Linked DNA regions of Sus scrofa: region 2 is linked to region 1. The links are chromatin contacts, called in public Hi-C maps. All regions are on one chromosome and are shown on one strand. The core of a region is the stretch at or near the end of the contact, and the rest is flanking DNA. Distances in the headings are between cores, read along the strand shown. Region 1 has its middle 63 kb from the start of FAM20C. Region 2 overlaps SUN1 (SUN domain-containing protein 1).

What was found. Hi-C and Micro-C count contacts between places; a contact is called where the count stands out from the background.
Region 2: a Hi-C map of liver shows a contact between it and region 1, with 3 times the contacts expected there. The contact joins two enhancer-like sites. A contact is called at or near these places in 15 of 47 Hi-C or Micro-C datasets (alveolar macrophages, embryonic fibroblasts, epiblast stem cells and 10 more) and 2 of 2 datasets of contacts at active chromatin or transcription factors (alveolar macrophages and skeletal muscle).

Annotation. Positions count from the first base shown.
Region 1 is chr3:220,442-224,717 of Sscrofa11.1, forward strand. No RefSeq gene overlaps it. Among named protein-coding and RNA genes, the nearest start is that of FAM20C, 63 kb to the left of the region's middle. Within about 2 kb of position 2,265, at least 17 of the 83 cell types and tissues checked have an H3K27ac peak or open chromatin away from gene starts, as enhancers often do. A contact at or near this core is called in liver, where this site is marked.
Region 2 is chr3:517,933-522,208 of Sscrofa11.1, forward strand. SUN1 (SUN domain-containing protein 1) reads left to right here. Exons shown (of 24, transcript XM_021085939.1): 13 at 1-65; 14 at 1,262-1,501; 15 at 2,991-3,077. The region is part of intron 1 of LOC110259828 (a long non-coding RNA gene); the gene reads right to left. Among named protein-coding and RNA genes, the nearest start is that of GET4, 13 kb to the right of the region's middle. Within about 2 kb of position 1,834, at least 14 of the 83 cell types and tissues checked have an H3K27ac peak or open chromatin away from gene starts, as enhancers often do. A contact at or near this core is called in liver, where this site is marked.

The DNA.
Region 1 (4,276 bases), core at 1,015-3,514:
AGACACGAGGGTCTCCCCTGGTTTCGGGGCCTTGGCGGTTGCCTCCCTGTATGTTCTCCTTTCTCAGCCCCAGCACGTGCAGGCTGAGACCTCCTCCTCTTGGAGAGAGGGGTGCCCAGAGAAGGCAGCAGGCCCTACCAGCCCCCTAAGTCCACCTGCTTAGTTAGCAGGAGCCTGGGGTTTCCTTCCACAGAGGCCCCGTCACCAGCTCAGAAGCCCTGTGTTTTTGAAAATGCCCTGACACACACCTCGCGATTCTGGAAGCTTCAGTCGATCGGCAGGAACGAGTAGCGCTTACTAAAACCCCGCGCAGCCTCCCTCATCGAACAAAATTAATCAGTAACAAGTGTGATGCTGTGAAGTCATTTCCCAACACGGTAGCTCGGGGAGCCCTATCTGATCGGCCTGCCTGGAGGCCTCCGGGGTTCTCCTGGTCTGTGTGCGCGCGGCGAGCGCTGCACGAGGCGTGTGTCTGTGGCTGAGTTACGCTCAGGCCTTGTTCTGCTGGACATTCCCCGCTGACCCGGGGAGTATCGCGGCCTCAGACCCTCTCCGTGCGGCAGCTTCTTTGCAACGTCCCTGCTCACTCAGAGGCCACCTCCCTGGAGGGGACCCCGCCCCACCTTCGGAAGGGAATGCCCACCCCTCGGACTCCCACCACCCCCTCCCTCGTGTCCTCACAACATGGGTCGTAATTGGTTTCCTTACTTGGGTGTCACCCCCTGCCAGCAAGACCACACCTGCTTCCTTCCCAGTAAGGCCCAGAGCTCAACAGAGAAGGGCTTGGCTCGAGCCTGTGAACCGGCTGCCTGAGGGGATGCTGGGGGGGTGGCCACGGAGAGCGGCCACAGCGGGGGTCCTGCTGGGTGGACGAGAGGAGGAAAGGAGAGGCTGCGGGGCCTGGGCCCTCCGTGGTGGAGGGGCCACTGCTCTGAGGGCAGAGGGAGAGCCCGTCGCTGGACCGGGCAACGGGGCTTGTCTGGCCGGGTTGCGGCGCCAGGGGCCTGCCCTGGACAAGGGGCGCCCTGGCCGGGGAAGGGCCCGCTCACTGCCCAGCCTGCTGTAAGCGGACAGCTGACCGTCCCGTCGACCTCGCGGCAGCCGAGGGGGGCTGTGAGCCCCGACGCCGGAGATGAACAGCATGGAAATGAGCTCAGAAGTCCCAGGTGTCAGAGCCAGGGTGGGGCCCGGGTGCCATGGCCAAGGTCACAGCCACGACGCTCTCCCCTCCAGTGTACAGAAACGTGTCTTGACAGTGAGGGAGCCGGCCTCAAACCGGCCTCCCGACCTTCCTCCCCACAGCGCAGTGGGAGGCAGGGCGGGACTCCAGGGGTGACCGGCCCCTCGACAGAATCTAGAAGCCGACCCCTGGGCCTCCTGGCTCAGCCTCGGTTTTGGCTTCTTCCTAAGGCGGCAACAGCCCCACCTGCTTCTCCTCCACGGCTGGGAGTCAGGGCTGGGCCGGGAACAGGCCTGATGGGCCAGCGGAGGCCATGTGCCCATCACCTGCGGGCACTGGAGGCCTGAGCAGGGCACACTGGGTGGTCCAGGCCAGGGTCTGCACTGCAGGCTTGGGTGGGAACGGTCCCTGCCGGGTCATTACGGGGCCTCTGGTGGGAAGAGGAGGGTACTTCTTTCTCTAAGTCAGGACACCCGGGGACGGAACCCCCATGCCGCTCCCAGGTCCCCCTCCTGCCCACGAGTCAGTACAGCTCCGTCCTCCTCCTCAGGCAACTGGGCCTGAGCCTCAGCCTTCAGAAGATGCCCTGGATCTGAGCACCACTGCCCGCTGGCCACTCAGCCAACCTCTGTCCTCCCTCTGGGTTAGAACTGCAGCCTCTGGTGCCCCTGGGCCTCAGCCCGAGAGATGCCGGCTGGGTCCCATGGCGCCAGCCCCCATCCAACTGTTCTTTAAATAAACCCTTTATTTTAGGATGTTTTTAGATTTACAGAAAAACTGTGAAGATGGTACAGAGAGTCCCTGAACAGCCGGCGCAGCCTCCCTGTCGGCGGGCACGAGCAGGGGGCCTCTGCCTCGGATAACGAGGCGGCGATGCCGACAGGCTGTCGCTGGGGGGCCGAGACTTCGTCTTCCTGCTGGGCTCCTTGCTAGCTCCAAACCTGCCTGGCGTTTGGAACCCAACCACTGTATTACCTGTTAATTCAGTTGTTTACTTTCTCTTTCAGGCGTGTCCAGGTCCCGCCCTGGGCCAGGAGTGGATCCAGACGCGGGACTCTGAGGTCTGCGGCCGGGTCAGGCGGCTGCAGGTGCCAGCCCAGGTCGGGGGGGCAGGGGGAGGGCGGTGGGGACACACTTGAGCGCTCGTCCAAGGCCCGGCTCTGCCGAGGCATCAGCCGGCCTGGCCTCAGCGCTGACAGCAGACTCAGTGGGGACAAGGTCCAGGGCCGAATCTTCAGGAAGGGCGGGCGTTTTTCCCAGGCTTCCCTGGGGGCTCATTATTGGGGCGGATAACCAACCGCGTTTGCTTCTTGGCCTCTGGGGACAGGCCTGCCGCAGCCCAGCTCACAGAGCTGCTCTCTGGGGAAAAGGCCATTTGAAGTGTGAAAACAGCCACCTGGGCTGGGCCGGGAGGGGCCCAGGCTCACCCCCTCCCTGACGGGGAAGGTCGGGTCGTTTCCCAGGAAAGTGCGGCCATCCCGACGGCTTCAGGGCCAGGAAGCAGCAGCCTGCGAGTTAAGAAGGACACTGGGCCCGGCCTGGCTTCCACAATCCCCCCCAAGCTGTATGAGGCGGTGCAGGCCGGGGATCCCAAGCTGAGGGGTGCGGGGGGGCTTGGGGTGCTGAGGAGGCTGTGCCTTGACCTCTGCCCTGGCGCCCACGCTGCCCGTACACCTGCAGGGTGCCCTTCTCTGGCTCTCAGGGGGGTACCACCTGCAGGGACGGCCCTCGCAGCCTGTCCTGCTTCCGGCCCCGCGTCTAGAGCAGGGGCCTGCCCCATCTGGGGTGGAGGCTCTAACTTGACCGGAGGATTTACTCCGGGGGAGCCCCCTGGACTGGACAGTTCTGGGTTCCAAGTTCATCCTGGGTTCTCTGTCCAACCCCTCTTTGGGGGGTCCCTGACCCCGCAAGTCCCCGACATTTTGTGGTGGGACGAGGATGCTGGGCCCCCAAGGAAGGGAGCAGAGGGCCCACACCTCCCTTGTGGGCCAGGCCCGGTGGGGGCATCAATTGTCCTGAGGGCTGGCACCACGGCCCCGGCCTGGCCGCCCCCTCCCACCGCCGCCGGCCCTCTGAAAGGCCTTTTCATTCCTGTGTGGACAGCGCCACTGGCCGCATCAAAGAGCTTCTATGGAAAGTCATATTTTTCCCCAAACCAGAAAAGTTCAGGCTCAGAGCGCAAACATTCAGTTCATTATTGAGAAACAACAAGTCCTCGGGGTCCCGGTTATCGGATCAAAGCTCAGAAATTAAATCTCCAGAAGAGGAGGCGGCCTGGGATCAGCAGATTTGTGTTTGCTTATTTTTTTCATTCGGCAGCTAAAAAAAGGGACTTGAAATCTGCCTAGCGGTTTGGAAGTCTGGCCGGGGTTTGCGAGCGGCAAGGAGACGGCGCGCTCCGGAGCCCCTGGTTGTGGGGCTGGAAATATTTAGTTGACATGACAATGGAGACAGCTTGGCCGCGTGTCAAGCGCGGGTCTCCGGGAGCGCTCTGGCCCCGCGCCCTCCCTGTCCACACGCGTGCAGACACGTGTGCGCACACAGGTGTCCTCTGCCGTAGGAGCTCACGGGCGCGTCTGCGCCTGGGGACGCACACGTGTGTGCGCACAGGGGCCCTCGGACGGAGGCGCACGCGGGCACACGCACACATGCTTGCTCAGAGCAACCCGCGTGGAGTCCGGAGGCTCAGCTCTGTGCTGTCACCAGGGCCTGACATTGTCCTACGACCTGGAAAAACAGCCCCTGGGACCTCCTGCCCCTCACGCCCATGGGAGGGGGAGCTGTGAGCTGCGCCAGGACCTGCCAAGAGGCTTGTGGGCCCCAAGGGGCAGGGGGGCGGATGGTTTTTTGGGGCCACTCCCTCACGCCGGGAGAATCGATGCCCCAGCACTGCCGGGGCCCCTGCCTCACCACCCGGCAGCCCCGGAGGGAACAAGCCTCCACACAACTACGAGGATGCAGGGGCCCCGCAGGTGGACGCCGGGCATGCTGGGAGCCTCGGACGCGGCCGGAGTCAGGGCCCAGGTGTGGACAGTGTGGGTGCCAGCACACCCCAGGGTGGACGCTTGGCCGCCAAGGGGGCCTTGGGTCTGGTAC
Region 2 (4,276 bases), core at 584-3,083, 300 kb after region 1:
AGCGGGCCGATGACCCCAGCAGCACGCGCACGTCCGGCCACCCGCCCCCGCGCCAGCCTCTGGAGGTAATCACTCGGGAGGCTCTCTTAGCAGCCCCTGCCGTGCGCGTGGGAGTGAGGTTTGCACTGCCCTGTGGTCTCTTAAATGCGCACCAACAGCACGTCTGAAAAGAGGGTACAGACCTTAGTTAAAAATATTTTATTGCTGGAGTTCCAGTCCTGGCGCAGTGGTTAACGAATCCAACTGGGAACCATGAGGTTCGATCCCTGGCATTGCTCCGTGGGTTAAGGATCCGGCGTTGCTGTGAGCTGTGGTGTAGGTCGCAGATGCGGCTCGGATCCCGGGTGGCTGTGGCTCTGGCGTAGGCCAGTGGCTATGGCTCCAATTAGACTCCTAGCCTGGGAACCTCCATATGCCGCGGGAGCGGCCCTAGAAAAGGCAAAAAGACGAAAAGAAAAAAAAAAGTAATCTGCTCGCAAAAAAAAAAAAAAAATATTTTATTGCTAAAAGGTGCTAGCTGTCATCTGAGGCTTTGATCTTTTGTTGGTGGAGAGTCTGAACGGTTTTGAGAATTACCAGAGCAGGACACAGACTTGCAGTGAGCAGGTGCTGCTGGGGGAAGGGCGCTGCGGGCGCCGGGCGCAGGGTCACGAAGGCTGCCGCGTCTGTAGAGCCCAGGCATGCCGGGTGTGCCTGCATTTCAGGCAGCCTCATTATTCAGTCAATTTTAATTAAAGCATTTCGTTACTTTGGAAAATCTAAGAAGTACGTAGGGGAAAATAAAAACCACCCGTAGCCTGCCACCTGTGGGAACTCGCTAAGGACGAACGCCTTCATGCTTTCCTCTTCGTGTGTGTGTGTGTGTGTGTGTCGGAGTTGACGTTTCTCCATAATGTTTTGTGGTTTTTACTTATCCTACACTTAAGTTTTGTTTGTTGTTGTTGTTGTTGCTGTCTTTTGAGGGCCGCACCTCAGCATATGGAGGTTCCCAGGTTAGGAGTCTACACCTACACGGCAGGTCTACACCACAGCCACAGCAACACGGGATCTGAGCCGAAACTTCGACCTACAGCCCCAGCTCACGGCAACACCGGAGCCTTAACCCACTGAGCGAGGCCGGGGATCGAACCCATGTCCTCATGGATACTAGTCGGGTTTGTTTCTGTTGCGCCGCAACGGGAGCTCCTACTTAAGATTTTTTTGATGCCCAATTTAATTTCTCCCTTGTGTTGCCTTTGGAACACACCTTTCACTGTTGCAGGCTGGCACTGAGGCTTTCCACTGGCATCGGATGAGTGAAGTCGAAAGGCAGGTGACCTCGTTGTCAGGACAGTGTCACCACCATGACGAGAAGCTTCGAGAACTGGTGGCTTTGCTCCAGAAACTCCAGGCGCGGGTGGAGCAGATGGACGGCGGTGGGGAAGGACTCCTGTCCTTGGTGAGGCATGCCGTGGGGCAGCATTTCGAGGAGATGGGCGCCCCCGGGCCGTCGAGCTCCCAGGTAAACACCAGGACGTGCTCGGGTGGTTTGTGTTCCCTTTGGGGCAAGGAGCAGTGAGAGGTGGAGTAGCAGGTGGCACGGAGGGCAGTGTGGCTTCCTGGCTGGGGGGACCAGGACGCCCCCAGAGGAGATGCCACTTGTGCGGCTGGGGGTGGGCGAGGGGTGCACGGAGGGCGCCGAGGAGCTGGGGGTGGGCAGAGATGCTGCGGTGACGCCCAGGAGCGCCACTGGTTGGACTGTGGGCCCAGTGCCTGCCCCAGCCTGCATGTTTCATTGGCGGGTGCGCTGAACACCGGACTGTAAAACCTCACGGGCGGTGTCAGCAGGATTCGGTTTGTACTTTGTACTCTTGTCAACGTTTGTTTAGAAAGTTCACATCTGTGATGAGAAGTAGCTCAAGGCTGTGAAATAGTTAAGAGGAGTCGGCGTCCTTGTGGGCCTGGCGGCCTGTGTGTTCGCATCTTACCTGCTTCTCAGGGAAAGGACTGTCCGTCCCCTTCCTCAAAACCGAGGCTTATTAAGTTCCAGAATGATTTTTCGCTTAGGTGTTTGGGAGTGAAATCTGTAAGATAGGCAGTCGTTGCCCCCTGTCTCGACAAGTGTTCCTTCCTGGTGCCTCTCATCTTGGCAGAGAGCCGAGAATTGAAATTGATGGGCACTGAGTAACACGGGTCTCCCGGTGTCCCGGGGGCGGGGCTGCGCGGGGAGGGGTCAGTGCGGCAGGGGAGGGGCGGGGCCGCGCGGGCAGGGCGGGAGGGCGGGGCTGCGCGGGGAGGGCGGGGCAGCGCGGGAGGGGCGGGGCTGCGCGGGGAGGGTGGGGCGGTGAGGCCCCGGGGGCCGGCCCTCCCCAGACCAGGCTTGGGCTCCTCCGGCCCCTCGTCACCCCTCAGCTCTGCGGTGGCAGATGGTTGGAGTCCCGGCGGCTGCAGTCTAGAGCGAGAGGGATATAAGTCAGTGAGGGAGCTCTTGCGATGAGGGTCCGGGGCCCCTCCGAGTCCCTCTGACCGGGGCTTGAGCGGCTCGGGAGGGCCAGGCTGTCCTTGCTGCCCGGGTGGGTGCGCTTTGGCTTGGCTGTGGCGGGGCTTTGTCTAGGCCTCAGCGCAGCCCGCCCTTCCCGGCTCGCCTCTCGCCCCAGCCGCCGCTTCTCGCCCCAGCCGCGCGGCCGCCTGCACACGGCTTCTCCCCTGGCAGCTGAGCTCCCGGGACGGCTTCTCCCCTGGCAGCTGAGCTCCGGGGACGCGCCGTCGGACCGAGGCGGTGGCGGGCTGTGCTCCGCCTCCCTGTGCGCAGGGCGCGCCTTTCCGGCTCCGGCGTTTGTCGAACGAGGAGTAACCACTCCGCTTGCCAGGCGGGCGCTCCCGGGGGCGACGGGCCGCCCGGGGAGCCGTCTCCCGGGTCTGGAAAAGCCGGCCGGGCTCTCGCCGGGCTGGGTGCGGCCTCCTCGTCGCCTGACCTTCTCCACCGTCATCCGCTCCTGGCCCTCTTCCAGGCCGACTCCGAGGCCTCGCACCGAGAGCACGAACTGCGGATCTCCAGCTTGGAAGCCGTTCTCGGGAAGCTGACGGAGAGGTCCGAGGTACTCGCTGCGCGCGACCCGTCCCCCCGGCCCTGGGCGGCCTCCTCCAGAGCCCCTCGCTGTGAAGTGTCTCTCGCGGCGAGTTTGCCGCTAGCCTTTGTCCGACGAAGAAAAAACGGTCTCGTGTTTTCTTTCTTTTTTTTTTAGGGCCGCTTCCGCGGCACATGGAGGTTCCCAGGCTGGGGGTCGGATCGGAGCTACAGCCGCCGGTCTACACCACAGCCACGGGGGATCCGAGCGGCATCTGCGACCGCTGGAGCCACACCACGGCAACGCCGGATCCTTAACCCGCAGAGTGAGGCCAGGGATCAAACCCACAACCTTACGGTTCCTAGTGGGATGCGTTTCCACTGCGCCACGACGGGAACGCCCCCCCAAAAAAAATCCTTGCTGTGCCCTCTCCCCCTTGGTGGTTCGGTTGTGCAGCTTTAATGATTCTGAGTGTGGCCAGCTCACTGTCTGGGGGTGTCTTTTCGGGGGGAGGGTTACTGAGCCCAGCTGTGGGGCAGGGGACCGGGTCTCTGCCGTCCCCGTCTCCACCGGGCTGCCAGCACCCCTAGAGGGCAGTGCAGGTCCCCCCGAACCCTTCTGGCCAGAGGTCCTGGGGTCTTCAGGTGGTGGGGGCAGAGGGAGAGGGCTGGGCCTCTGCGTGGGTGTGGGTGCCCGGGGCGGATTCTGGCCTGTGGGAGTGTGGACCCAGAGCCCCTGACGGGCCTCAGGGGAGATGCCCGGCCCTTTGGGGGCCCAGGACTGGCCACTGTGGGGCTGACGGTGTCAGGAGCCCCAGAGTTGAGCACGTGTTTGCAGGGCTGCCGCGGAAGGAGCCTCCTGCCAGGGGGTGGTGTCGGTTCCTGTGCTCACGTCGCCTGCTGTGCCCGGAGTCCAGGCCTCGCTCGTTACTACCTGAGCAGACGGGCGCGGGTGGCGGGTGCCCGCGTCTGTGAGCGGGCCGTGGGCGCAGCCGCCGCGGCCGCCTCGCCCCTGCACTCGCCGCGTGGGTCCAGGAGCTGCTCCTTCTGAAAATCCGTCAGGCTGTTCCCGTGTAACCTGGGCCCCTGTCTAAATACCTGTTTCCTGTCTTTTAAAGACGTGCTTTGAAAGATGAGGTGGGTCTGGACTTTGAATCAGGGAGAAAAAAATCCCGGAGAAAAAACGGTCTTCTCCGTGTGTCTGTGACGTCAGTGAGCGTGTGGCACGCG